2 separate regions of the Arabidopsis thaliana genome follow, and region 2 is linked to region 1. Evidence: chromatin contacts called from public capture Hi-C data. All regions are on one chromosome and are shown on one strand. The core of a region is the stretch at or near the end of the contact, and the rest is flanking DNA. Distances in the headings are between cores, read along the strand shown. Region 1 holds the start of AT4G29240 (Leucine-rich repeat (LRR) family protein). Region 2 holds the start of AT4G29360 (O-Glycosyl hydrolases family 17 protein).

Region 1 (3,268 bases), core at 6-2,505:
GAAATATGCGATTTTCACAAAGAAAATAGTTGTTTCGTTTTAGTACTAATTAAGTATTCAAATTAACTTGATCGTTTCCAACGGAATAATACTACCCAAGAACTAGCAACTAGGCTTCTTAGGAACTGGGCTCATTGAGCCCATTAAAGGCCTACTTGCAATTGAATTACGTATGCATTAATGCATGTCAGCATATGGTTGCCAAAAACGTGATTATCATTTGTCTTTGGGTCTTCCTGTCCGTCAAGGTCTTTAAACTGAAATAAAAATTGAATCGAACTAGAACAACGTTTAGTTTGTGAGTATGTCCTTGCCTAAAAGCCTAAAACCAACTTTATTCTGAATAACAAACAGTTGAACAAAATCAAAGTTTTCGTAAACCCTGATCATGGCCATTTTTGGTACGGATCTCATGCTCTTTTAATGGTTGGTACGTTATTTCGAAAAATAGAAAGACTTATCTATTTAAATCCTGCAAATGACCACAAACTGTTTTCCATTTTTTTTGTCTCCATCCATATCGTATTGAAAACTACTTTCTAGCATATCAATCCTCTTTAAACAGCTCAACTCAAGTTATAAGAAATAGTAGAGCAATTGGTATTTCGAAATACAGAGAAATTTATTTCGTTGTCAATACCATTGTGTTTGTTGTGTTTTTGTTTTATAGTGAATGCTTGGAAATCTAAAAATTTTGTTGTTTAGCTAGATCAAGTAAAGTAATTTATTGCAAGAGTATAAGCTTTCCTCTCAATAATTGCATTGAAAAACATTTGGATTCAATGCAGCTACATATATTAAATAAAATTGTTCAATGGAGACACAAATGCATTTGTGCAATTCCATGTGATGCAGTAAAAAAAAAATCACACTCCCAAAATATCTCTCTCTACAACACAAGTCAACAACACAATATTCACAGTCACAAGCTATATGCCTTTTCTTATTTATAGCTTCATCTAGATTCTGTTCAATTTTTTTTCCATTTATTATTGCATTCTTGATTACTTCTGTCTAAAAGATTCACAATCAATTAGAACTTGTTTAGTAGGTGGAACTTAAAAACCATTATTAGTTAACTTATCAAGAACGGAATCAAACTAGTGCATCCATTCAAATGACAAATGTAACAATTTGTCAAAACATGTGATTCAATATTTTACACTAAAATGCATTGAAATAACAAAGTGGAACAAAAGGAAAAAGAAGAAAAACCCGTGATATGATTCATGCAATCATAAGTTGAACATAAACAGTAAAACTTAACAATACAAAGGCAAATGTGACATAACTACACAAGGAACAAATAAGAACTCTTTTTGATAATCTTGTCCCCTCTCTCATATCATCAATGCTTCTTCAACCACATCCACTCTGTTTTTCATAATCTCACACTCTCTCTCTCTCTCTCTCTCTCTCTCACACACACACACTCACACAAAACTCATTAATCCACTGAAACAATCACTATTCATTCTCTTTCCTTAAGTGTCAAACTCTTGAAAAAACTACTTTGAAGGAAAAAATGTCTAAGAAGAAGAAAGGCAGCAACAACTTTAAGCTTCTCTGTTTCTTCCTGTTTTTGGGTGGTTTGGTTCAGACAGATGCTTCTTTTGGAGTAGGAGGCGGCGTTGGAGTAGGAATCGGCGGCGGCGGCGGTGGCGGTGGCGGTGGTGTTTGGGTTGGCGGTGGATACAACAACGGTGGAAATCGTAATGCTGTTCCAGGATCATCAGCTCCAAACAGGGTAGCTTACAATGCTCTTCAAGTTTGGAAATCAGCCATGAGAGAGGATCCATCAAATGTTCTCAAAACATGGGTTGGATCAGATGTTTGTTCTTACAAAGGTGTGTTCTGTTCTGGTCAATCTATAACCTCTATAGATCTTAACCATGCAAATCTCAAAGGCACACTTGTCAAAGACCTAGCTTTACTCTCAGACCTCAATATTCTCCATCTCAACAGTAACAGATTCTCAGGGCAAATCCCAGATTCTTTCAAATCTTTAGCTTCTCTTCAAGAACTTGATCTAAGCAACAATAAACTCTCAGGTCCTTTCCCTTTAGTCACACTCTACATACCAAATCTGGTTTACCTCGATCTCCGGTTTAATAGTTTAACCGGTTTCATCCCTGAAGAGCTTTTCAACAAACGGTTAGACGCGATTCTCCTCAATAACAATCAATTCGTCGGAGAAATCCCAAGAAACCTCGGAAATTCTCCGGCTTCGGTTATTAATCTCGCGAATAACAGATTTTCCGGCGAAATTCCGACGAGTTTTGGTCTGACGGGATCGAGGGTTAAGGAAGTTTTGCTTTTGAATAACCAGTTAACCGGTTGTATACCGGAATCTGTTGGTATGTTCTCTGAAATTGAAGTCTTTGACGTTAGCTACAATGCATTGATGGGTCATGTTCCAGATACGATCTCTTGCTTGTCGGCGATTGAAATTTTGAATCTTGCTCACAATAAATTCTCTGGGGAGGTTCCTGATTTGGTTTGTTCGTTGAGGAATCTTATTAATCTCACTGTTGCGTTCAATTTCTTCTCTGGGTTTAGCTCTGAATGTTCTTCCAGGGTTAGTTTCGGGTTTGATTTCGTTGGGAATTGTATTCCCGGGAGGAATTCGCAGCGGCCGCAGCCGGATTGTTCCGGTTATTCCGGCGGAGCTATGAGCTGTTTTAGGATTCCGACGCAGCCTTTGGCTTGTGCTGCGATAAGTGTTGGATTGAGAGAGAGTAATAATCAATACTACACTTCATCTCCTCCATGAAAGTTTCTAAAGTTAGAAGCTTTTTTTTATTAATGGTTGATGCTGAATGATCTATCTTTTTTGTAACTTATTAATTAGTTGATTAGTGACCAAATTAAACGTTAATTCCTCTTCTGTGTAATCCAATCGTTGCTAATGTTGTTTTGTAAGCAGAAGAATTTTGTAAAAATCTAACGTAAGAATAAGGTGCCCAGTAAATGTAATTAAAGCAAAGACTTGGCTTAGTGAATTTCACCGGAAAATATCTTGTTTTGAATCAATTAGATGAATGAGTGATCAAGCAATGTATGTAGTACACCGCATTTGGGACTTTGAAAGAACAATCACCCACGGCAAAACCTTGCAAGTCACTCCATTGATCACCGGTGGATATAGTATAGATGGCTAAATTAGTTATATATATATATATACTATACTACCAATTTATGTTTAGGGGTTTTCATGAACCCGACCATAACAGAAACATGTTTTACGGGACCATGATAATTCTACATT
Region 2 (3,079 bases), core at 281-2,780, 35 kb after region 1:
CCTAACCAATAGAAAACAAATCAGTTCATAAAATGCTTCCATCTATCTTTGTATCTAATGATCATAAAAAGATTACCTGGATCACCAATGACATGGCGGATGAGGTTGGTATTGTAAGCCAGAGCGTTCTCAGGAGTTGCAGCTGTCTCTTTAGGCGAGCCTTTACTCGGCCACCCGGACTCAGTGACCATAACCTTAACGGTCTTAAAGCTCATAGCAGTCAAAGCGAAATAGATAGCGTCAAGCTGAGCATCAAACATGTTGGAGTAAAGCAAACCCGTGGCAGGATCAACAACCTGCGAAGATGACTCGAATAGAGCATACTCCAACGGAACTTTTTCAGTGGAATCTCTGTAAGCATAATACGGATACAGGTCTATCATAAAGGGAGACTCATTCTCAACCAAGAACTCAAGCATTGGTTTCAAGAACGCTGAATGCTTCTTGCTGAAAGAAGCTGACGAAGGCGGGAAGGAGCGTGACAAGATAGCAAGGGAATGTGAGCTCGAGATCTTGATCTTTTTATCCAAACCAGACTTCTTAAGAGCTGTGTGAATGTTTCGCATCGCAGGTAAGACTAGACCAGTGGCATTGTCTGGTGCTTCAGTTACTTCAAGACCAACTGAAATCGAAGTGATTTTGGTAGATGGATAATAAGGAAGGATGTTGTTGCTAAGCCAAGTATCTACATTGGATTGAAACTGAGCAAATGCAAGTAGATCAGCGTTAGGGACACCAATCATAAGCTCGATTCCAGTGTTTGCAAAAGCTTTAAGAACATCAATGTTGGCGTCATAGATTCGAACAAATTTGATGTTGAGATGTTGGATTAGCTCAGAGACTCTGTTAGGACTTGGAAGATTATCAGCATTTCTTCCATAACATATCCCAATCTTGCTAGCCATACCAAAATCTGCAACAAATCCACAAAACAAGTCTCAAAAATGGCTGCTTTTGAATCTCAAATGTCGATTCCAAACACCTAAAAGTAGTTCAAAGCTAACAGATTCGAGATTTTCAGACAAGAACTACTACAGTGAAACAGAGATTAACCCAGGACAAAAAGTAAAGCATCGAACTTTAACATCAAGAAGACAAATTTAAGAGATAGTGAAACATAGAAGAGAGAATCAAAGGTAAATGCAGACCCAAAAGAGGATTTGAGTGTAAAGACATACTCAAAAAGGCAAGAATGGAGACAAAAATCCAGAAGACTAGATTCAGTCTTTGACCCATTTTTCTTTCCTCTGTCTTTCTCAAGCTTTAAACTTCACTCAAGTGTTTATTCTACACCCTTGAACCCAGAAATGAAACGTCTCACTCTCAAGAACACTTAAGTAGGAAGCACCGACTTTTTAAGTGACGCAAGAGAGATTTAGAGATAGAGAGAAGTCACTGGAGGTGAACGTTGTGTGCTTTCTATATCAGAGTTCGGATTCCAGCTGAAAATATAAAATTGAGTTTGTAGAAACGTCTCGATTCCGTGAATTAAGCGAGCATGTTTGCTCTCTCTCTTTGACTGTTGTAGTAGATTTTACTGCTTCGAGAACAAAAAAAAAAAAAAAAAAAAACTTTTTTAGATTTATAATAATAAAAAATAATATTAAAAAGATAAATGGGTTCGAGTGCAAAGAGTACTACAGTACAGACAGACCACAGTGGTCTGCTTTTTTTTTTTTTTTTTTTTTTTAACGGTCCAATCTCCACTCAATGCAATTTTTGTATTTACCAAAGTAATTGCAATTTCTTACATTTGATTTTTTACCATTTGAAAATGTAAATCCAGTATGTTGTTTTGGAATTTTAGAGTGCACAAGCATAAGTTGTTTTTGGGTCTGGCTACTAGTTTTATCAGATTTTAAGCAGTGTCATAAGTAGTTGATGAGAACATGTGGAACATTATAAAGGCTTACTTAAAATCAAGATGATCTATTGCTTGGAACAATGATAATAAGAGTTTGAGCCTAATAAGGGTATAATTCAAACGATGTATCTAATATGGATTTGATCATGGCAATGAAGGTACTGTATACAAAATTTTATTAAAGATGATAATGTCGTACCAAGTTAATTTCTTGATTTGAGTGGGCGTGGGCCAATTGGGTTTCTTCTCCTATTTTTCTTTGGGCATTAACCCATTAACTACAGTGAATCTTTTTTTGAAAAACAACGGTGAATTTCTTCTCGATTCTCTTAACATTTTGACTTCAAAAATTTAGAAAGAATATTTCTATTTTACTTTTTTTTATTCAAAAAGAATATTTCTCCCCAAATCTACACTACACGATCTCAAAATTCTAAGAATATTTCTGCTTAGAATTGCCTGAGCACCAATCTCCCCAATGGTTATGTGGAACCCCAAAGCCAGAGCGGGAACAACAATTTTTTATGCCGAGATTTCCTTAGAAACAAGATGCAATGGAAGTGAGGTTTAGGGTAAGGCTGAGTGGTGGTCTGATGCTATGGTTACACAATACGAGTCATATCAATTCCAGCATTGTATAAGTCTTTCGGTTTGATGACTCTCTCTTATTTAGTCTCTTGGAGATTGAATGTCCCTTTTTTTTTTTTAATATTTTGAAATAGAAATTTTACGAAGATATCATACAAAAATATGATTGAGTTAAATTATCAACAATAGTTAATTAGAACGATAAAACACTAGAAGTAAATTTTGACCATGCTTTTATCTGGAAAGCATTGTTTCAATGAAATTCAAAGGTTTGTGTAGCTTTTTTATCTTTGGTTCAATCTCCACTGGTCACAGTTTTATTGTAAGGTTTTGATATATATAGTCTTGCTTTTGTATTAATCAAATTTAATATTAAAAATAAAGGCAGCTAGAATTGAGCTATTAGTAAACCTCTTGTGATCAAAAGAAAGAAGATTTGAAAGAGAAAACCGTCCGCAAGTTAGATCCACGCGCGACTCTAGCGCGTGGAATATAGCTATTAGTTTGCCTATCTATTGTACATATCTTGAGAAATAAAATTTAGATTATAGTAAGATATCTCTTTTCCAATGGAAACTTGATAAATTTTCCCTTTGATTTTTCTTTTGACTACATTACTATCTTTCT

What was found. Capture Hi-C pulls out chosen DNA fragments and counts their contacts.
Region 2: a contact with region 1 is called in a capture Hi-C map of shoot, with 2.2 times the contacts expected there. The contact joins the promoter of AT4G29360 here to the promoter of AT4G29240 in region 1. A contact is called at or near these places in 9 of 26 Hi-C or Micro-C datasets (callus, flower, leaf and 3 more) and 2 of 3 other capture datasets (seedling and shoot).

What each region holds. Positions count from the first base shown.
Region 1 is chr4:14,417,301-14,420,568 of TAIR10.1, forward strand. AT4G29240 (Leucine-rich repeat (LRR) family protein) reads left to right here and starts at 1,256. Exons shown (of 1, transcript NM_119068.3): 1 at 1,256-3,050. The coding sequence starts at 1,526. The coding sequence ends at 2,773.
Region 2 is chr4:14,452,452-14,455,530 of TAIR10.1, forward strand. It overlaps AT4G29360 (O-Glycosyl hydrolases family 17 protein), which reads right to left and starts at 1,531. Exons shown (of 5, transcript NM_179225.4): 1 at 1,179-1,531; 2 at 77-913; 3 at 1. The coding sequence starts at 1,236.